Regions from separate parts of the Mus musculus genome. Here region 1 is linked to region 2. Evidence: chromatin contacts called from public Hi-C data. All regions are on one chromosome and are shown on one strand. The core of a region is the stretch at or near the end of the contact, and the rest is flanking DNA. Distances in the headings are between cores, read along the strand shown. Region 1 overlaps Pakap (paralemmin A kinase anchor protein). Region 2 overlaps Pakap (paralemmin A kinase anchor protein).

What was found. A called contact is a pair of places that touch in the nucleus more often than the background predicts.
Region 1: a Hi-C map of ventricular fibroblasts shows a contact between it and region 2, with 3 times the contacts expected there. The contact joins two enhancer-like sites. A contact is called at or near these places in 2 of 484 Hi-C or Micro-C datasets (adipose-derived mesenchymal stem cells and ventricular fibroblasts) and 1 of 115 datasets of contacts at active chromatin or transcription factors (vascular smooth muscle cells).

Annotation. Positions count from the first base shown.
Region 1 is chr4:57,838,332-57,841,031 of GRCm38.p6, forward strand. All of the region lies in intron 7 of Pakap (paralemmin A kinase anchor protein), which reads left to right. Among named protein-coding and RNA genes, the nearest start is that of Gm26138, 38 kb to the right of the region's middle. Within about 2 kb of position 1,275, at least 59 of the 459 cell types and tissues checked have an H3K27ac peak or open chromatin away from gene starts, as enhancers often do. A contact at or near this core is called in adipose-derived mesenchymal stem cells, where this site is marked.
Region 2 is chr4:57,606,437-57,609,136 of GRCm38.p6, forward strand. The region is part of intron 2 of Pakap (paralemmin A kinase anchor protein); the gene reads left to right. Among named protein-coding and RNA genes, the nearest start is that of Gm52699, 14 kb to the right of the region's middle. Within about 2 kb of position 1,260, at least 78 of the 459 cell types and tissues checked have an H3K27ac peak or open chromatin away from gene starts, as enhancers often do. A contact at or near this core is called in adipose-derived mesenchymal stem cells, where this site is marked.

The sequences.
Region 1 (2,700 bases), core at 25-2,524, 230 kb after region 2:
CCCAGCACCCACATGGCAGCTCACAACTGTCTGTAACTCCAGTTCCAGGGAACCTGACACCCTCACATGGATGTACATGCAGGCAAAACATTAATGTACATAAATCATTTTAAAAAATACCAATAAAATTAAGAAAAACAAAGCAGACAGGGTCAGGCTCTCCTGTCTAGAAGGCAATGGGAAAGGTCAAGGGCTGTGTCCATGGCTCCCTGCTGGTCCTGCCCCTCTGCCTCTGGTTGTCATGCAGGCTCTGCCTTCCTTCTGCCATAGGGATTCCTTCCTGCCATTGAGAGCCATAAGGTCACTGTTGGAAGGAGGTGGACATCCCTCTGTGGCCCCGCAGAGTTGGCTGCCTGAACCTCAGAGAGTGTAGTGTGTCAGAGATGGTCTACATGTACTCTGGGGAGAAGAGCTGTGGACCAGAGACAAGATTCTAGGTGCTCCCCCTAACTTGGAATTGCAACTACAACCGGAGTCAGGTTTGAAGTCAAGAACGTGTATCTTATTTAAATTATAAATGTATCCTGGTAACCAGGCTCAGACGGAGCATTGGTAGAAGGTATGGCACCTTTGCTTACAGAAGCCTAGATTTAACAAGTCCAAGGTATTATTATTTTTTTTAAGTTCACTTGAAGCTTTGATGTATTTTACAAAAAAACAGAGAGTTGAGTCCAAATCAATGAATTTGGTCCTGTGTGTGTGTGTGTGTGTGTGTGTGTGTGTGTGTGTGTGTGTGTAGTATGTGTGTGTGTGTGTGTGTGTATGTGTGTGTGTGTGTGTGTGTGTGTGTGTGTGGTGGGTGAGGAAGTTACTAGATTGATATACCCGTGGAGGGAGTGGGGAGCCATTTTTGTTTTGAGACAGAGTCTCCATCCTCCAGCCTCAACTTCCCGAGTGCCAGGATCACCGTGGCAGCTAAAGGCTCTCATTTAGAATACTATATTCTCCAAATCTTTATTTGGCTGTTCAGACCTTGGGAAACACGTCAATGGGGGTTTCCTAAGACATTGTCTGTGACATAGTTCATAAAATTAAGTTCTGTGACTTTTGACTCCCCCCTCCCGGGGAAGAATTCAGTTACTCACAGAGCATTGCACAACTTTTTCTGGGAAAGAGCAGCTCCTGGAAGGGAAATGTCTACGGACAGCCCCAGTTGCTTATCTTCCATGAAGAAGGGAGATTATACTGTCAGGCAGCTGTGGAGAGGGGACAGTCTGCTCCTACGATGGGACAGACTCAGGGATTTACTGGACAGAAGGCCACGCTGGGATAGCATTGGTTCATCCTGAGTCATGGCTTCCCTGTGGGATAAGTGAATCATGACACAGAGATCAAGGGGATAGGGAAATGGCTCATTGAAGAAGAAGGCTGTTACTCAAGCATGAGGACCTGAGTTCTAAGTCATATCACCCCTGAAGCAGCAGTGTAGTTACTCAGACTTGTATCCCCAGTGCTCTGTGTGTGTATGGTGGGGTGTGGGTAGGCAGGCAGGGGGATAGAGACTAGAACATCTTCAGGCTCGCTGGCCATTTAGTTAGAGGAATATGAGAATATAGTCGAATGAGATAGGGCAGGACACTCAAGGCCCCCCTGGCTCTGTGCATGCTTTTGCATTCCCCCTACCTTCACACACACACACACACACACACACACACACACACACACACACACACACACACACATACACACACACATGCATGCATGAACACACATAGCACACACAAATGGTAAACGAAGTCAGGTGTGTAGCCCGTGAGTACATTGCCGGCATTTGCAGGTGGAGGCAGGAGAATTATGAGTTCAGACTCACTGCAGATGCCGTCTGATCATCTCCTCCCTGCCTCCCAAGTGTCCAAGTTACAGATGTGTGCCACAGGGTCTGGCTCTGTCTACATTTTAATGTACTTAATCCTTCTTTCAGAAGGTAATACATATACACATGAAACATCAGGAGGCGCTGTGAAGCGTGGAGCAAAGAGGCTTACTTGGGTCTCCATTTCCAAAACCGTTGCATCAGGAAAAGTGTGTGTGTGTGTACAATTAGATTCTATACAGTAAGGCCCTGGTGCCTGGTACCCATTATAAATAGAAGGAGTGGAATAAAATCCTCCCACCAGAGTGATAATGTTCTGCCAAGGGGTGTGGCTAAGATGGAGCTCAACTTTCTTCTAGGGACTCAACTTCTTTCTTGATAAAAGTGTCTCCAACCCGTTTCAGAGGCTGTAGTCACCAGCTCTCTCTCCCTTCCTATGTGACCTCACCTCTGCCCCTATCCATGCTGACACTCACAGCTGAGCAGTGAGATTTGTGCATTTACCCATTGTCCCTCATTTTACAGACCAGACAACGTGGACTCTCAGAGAGGAGGATAGCAACAGGCCTAGGTAGGGCTCCATGGCAGCTTGTTGCCTGTATTACTGAAGCTTTGAAGATGTTCCTCTTGCCTCTTCTTTGGTACCTCTGGGTCGTTCCTGTGTCTACCTCCCTCCTGCACTGTTGCCTGCAGAGGCAGATCTCCTTTGAATGGGTTGGACTGTAAACTCTAGCCAAAGCTCTGTTATTGACTAGCTGTATGTCTCTGTGGCGTGTTGGCCGCGATGGGCTGGATTTTCCTCTCTCTAGAGGATAAGAATCTCTATCTAATGAAAGATTAGATAACAGGCGTCTAAGGGAATATAGTACCCACCTGGCATAAATGCT
Region 2 (2,700 bases), core at 10-2,509:
ACCAGCTGATATGGGAAAGTGACCAAAAGATCAGTTACAGAGAAGAGTTGAAAGGACCAGGGAATGAGACTTTTCTCATGAGGTCAGAGGGGTTGTCACATGGGAGTGTCATTAGAGAGTAAGGACAGTTCCAAAGCCACTTCCTGATCCTGATGCTAGCTGACTCAGAAGCCCACATTCTCAGGACTGTCCTACACTTTGTACCAAGTCTAAAACTAGACCGGTTTGCCCGGAGGGGAGTACTTCCCACTCTTCCAAAGAATGAATAGGATCCAAACTATGGACCTTACAGTCTTGTCTTAGCTGCATTCGGATAGATGCCTTCACTCAAATTGAACTGTCCAAATCGGTAAATCAGTATGTTAAGAACAAACCTGAGGAACGTAAAATGATTTGAACAAAGTGACATGCAGTACAGAGCTCCCTTAACTAATATAAGTTAAGCTTATAAGTCTATGGTTAAGATTTGAATTGCAGTGAGCATTTAAAATGTGAAAACACCCCAGTTGGGACTTGTGTGGCTGCTTGACACTCGGGTGCGGTCCCTGGCCTTTTGGCATGATGTGAGGCTGGTTTTAAAGTAGAAACGCGCTGTGCATAACCTTAATGTCCTGCTCTGGTGCACACTTGGCACCCAGGCTTGGTCCAGTGCAGAGAACTGTCAGGGTGGGAAAATATAAATAGTTATAAATCACAGAGAAAGCAAGTATAATTTTAAAATCTTAACCTTCTGTGATTGAAGAGTTCAGATGTCTTCATGGCTTAAAGATCTGGAAAAAAAAAAAACCCACAAAAATCAGAAGCCAGAGTGTAGAGGTGGATGAGGGACTTAGGGAGAAACCCGTCTCCCTGATGAACTGGACCCGAGTATACACAGTCCGTGTGTATCAAAGGGAATACAGGAAGCGAGTAGCCGGTGGCTGGCAGGGGAGGCTCAGAGGCCATCACAGAAAGCTTCATTCTGTGTTGCGACTTGACTCCATGTGCGGTGAAGGAGGTAGCACAGCTGTAAGCCAGCTGTGTTTCATTTCGGGTTGGAAACAGGGCCCTTTGTCCATTCCAAATGTTCTCGCCACCCCCCATCCCTCAATTTCACGGACTTTGGTTCTTAGTGGAAAAGTCGTTGACACACAGGTTCGCTCTTGGAAGCAGCTGCTCGAGAATTTTGGCAACCTTTCTGGATTGAATTTAAGCCGACGAGCCCATTTTGTGATGTGCAATAAGGTAACGAAGTCATTCAGTGGATTTCCCACACAGCCTGTGTCTTGGTAGCCTCACTGGGAACCAGGCCAGAGAAGGGTTGGCTTCCCCGCTGAGAAGAACATAAAGGGATGTGGCGCCCCCTCGTGGATGAAGTTTCTTAACCGCATTCCTCATATTTTGTCGGGATGAGAAGGCATATTAAAACACGCTAATGAGTGCTTCTTAACTGGGCTGCTATAAAAATGGGAGAAGTATAAATAAGGCTTTCAGAGACTATTTACTGCCCAGTCTTTTAATGGTGCAAATAATGACTGTGAGCGACAGCATCCTGTAACCTGAGGGCCTATGAAGAGTTATAACACAGAACGCTGCTGTCAGGGCTCCTGTCAAGTGGAGGGAGACATGCTGACTTTGGCACCACACCTGAAGAGGCCTCTGGAAATGCTGGCCTGGTCTATTTATTTTTAGCCAGGTAGTGACTACCCAAGAACTCATTTAACTAAATGTTGATTTTGTTCATGTTTCTGAGCTTGTGGATTTTGTTTTGTTTTGTGTTTTAATGCAAATCTTTGATTACCTGTATTATTTTCTAAATTTAGAGCCCTGGATGGGAAAACTCAAAGACCCCAAAGCATGCATGGGTGGTACACTTTGGTGCTTTCAGAATAGGGCACAGATATGGATGGTTCACAGTGACAGGCTTGCTATTGTCATTAAACCTTGAGTTTGGGCTGGGGAGAGAGTTCAGTGGGTAAAGCACTTGATGCCCACACGCGAGGACCTGGCCCCATGTAAAACTGGGTGTGGTGTTTCTGTGTCAGGATGGAAGGCAGAGGCAGGGAACACCCTGATGGCTTGCAGGCCAGCTAGCCTAGTAACACACAGAACAGCAAGAGACCCTGTGTCCGAACAAGGTAGACGCCAAGGGCTGATACTCGAGGTTGTCCTCTGACCACCATACATGCACTGTGATGCATATGACGCACACTGCCATACACGCGTGTACAGGTATACAAGTCTGAGACAGTTAAGATTGGCAAGGAAGGCACCCATCATGAGTCCTAATGTCAGAAAACTAATCACACCGTGTTTTAGAACTGAGAGGCAAACGTGTGTTAGTAACCGACTTTTCTGGCTTCTCCTGACAATGATGGCAATTCCTGGGGAACATTTTCTGGGACACATCATTTAAAAGCCCTGGAGAGAGAGAGAGAGAGAGAAAGAGAGAGAGAGAGAAAGAGAGAGAGAGAGAGAGAGAGAGAGAGAGAGAGAGAGAGAGAGAGAGAGAAAGAGACAGAGCAATCAATGCTAGATAGTTGCCATGAATCCCACAATTCCAAGTTATTCACTCATACTAAGTTAGCCAAGGCATGTAATACATTTAAAACTCACCTTGAAGAAAATTTCACAGAAGCTTCCACATTTCAGTAATTCTGGTGAGAAATAAGTTTGTTTGTGTTTTAAGCAATAAACTTCAACAACAAATTGATTCCAGGG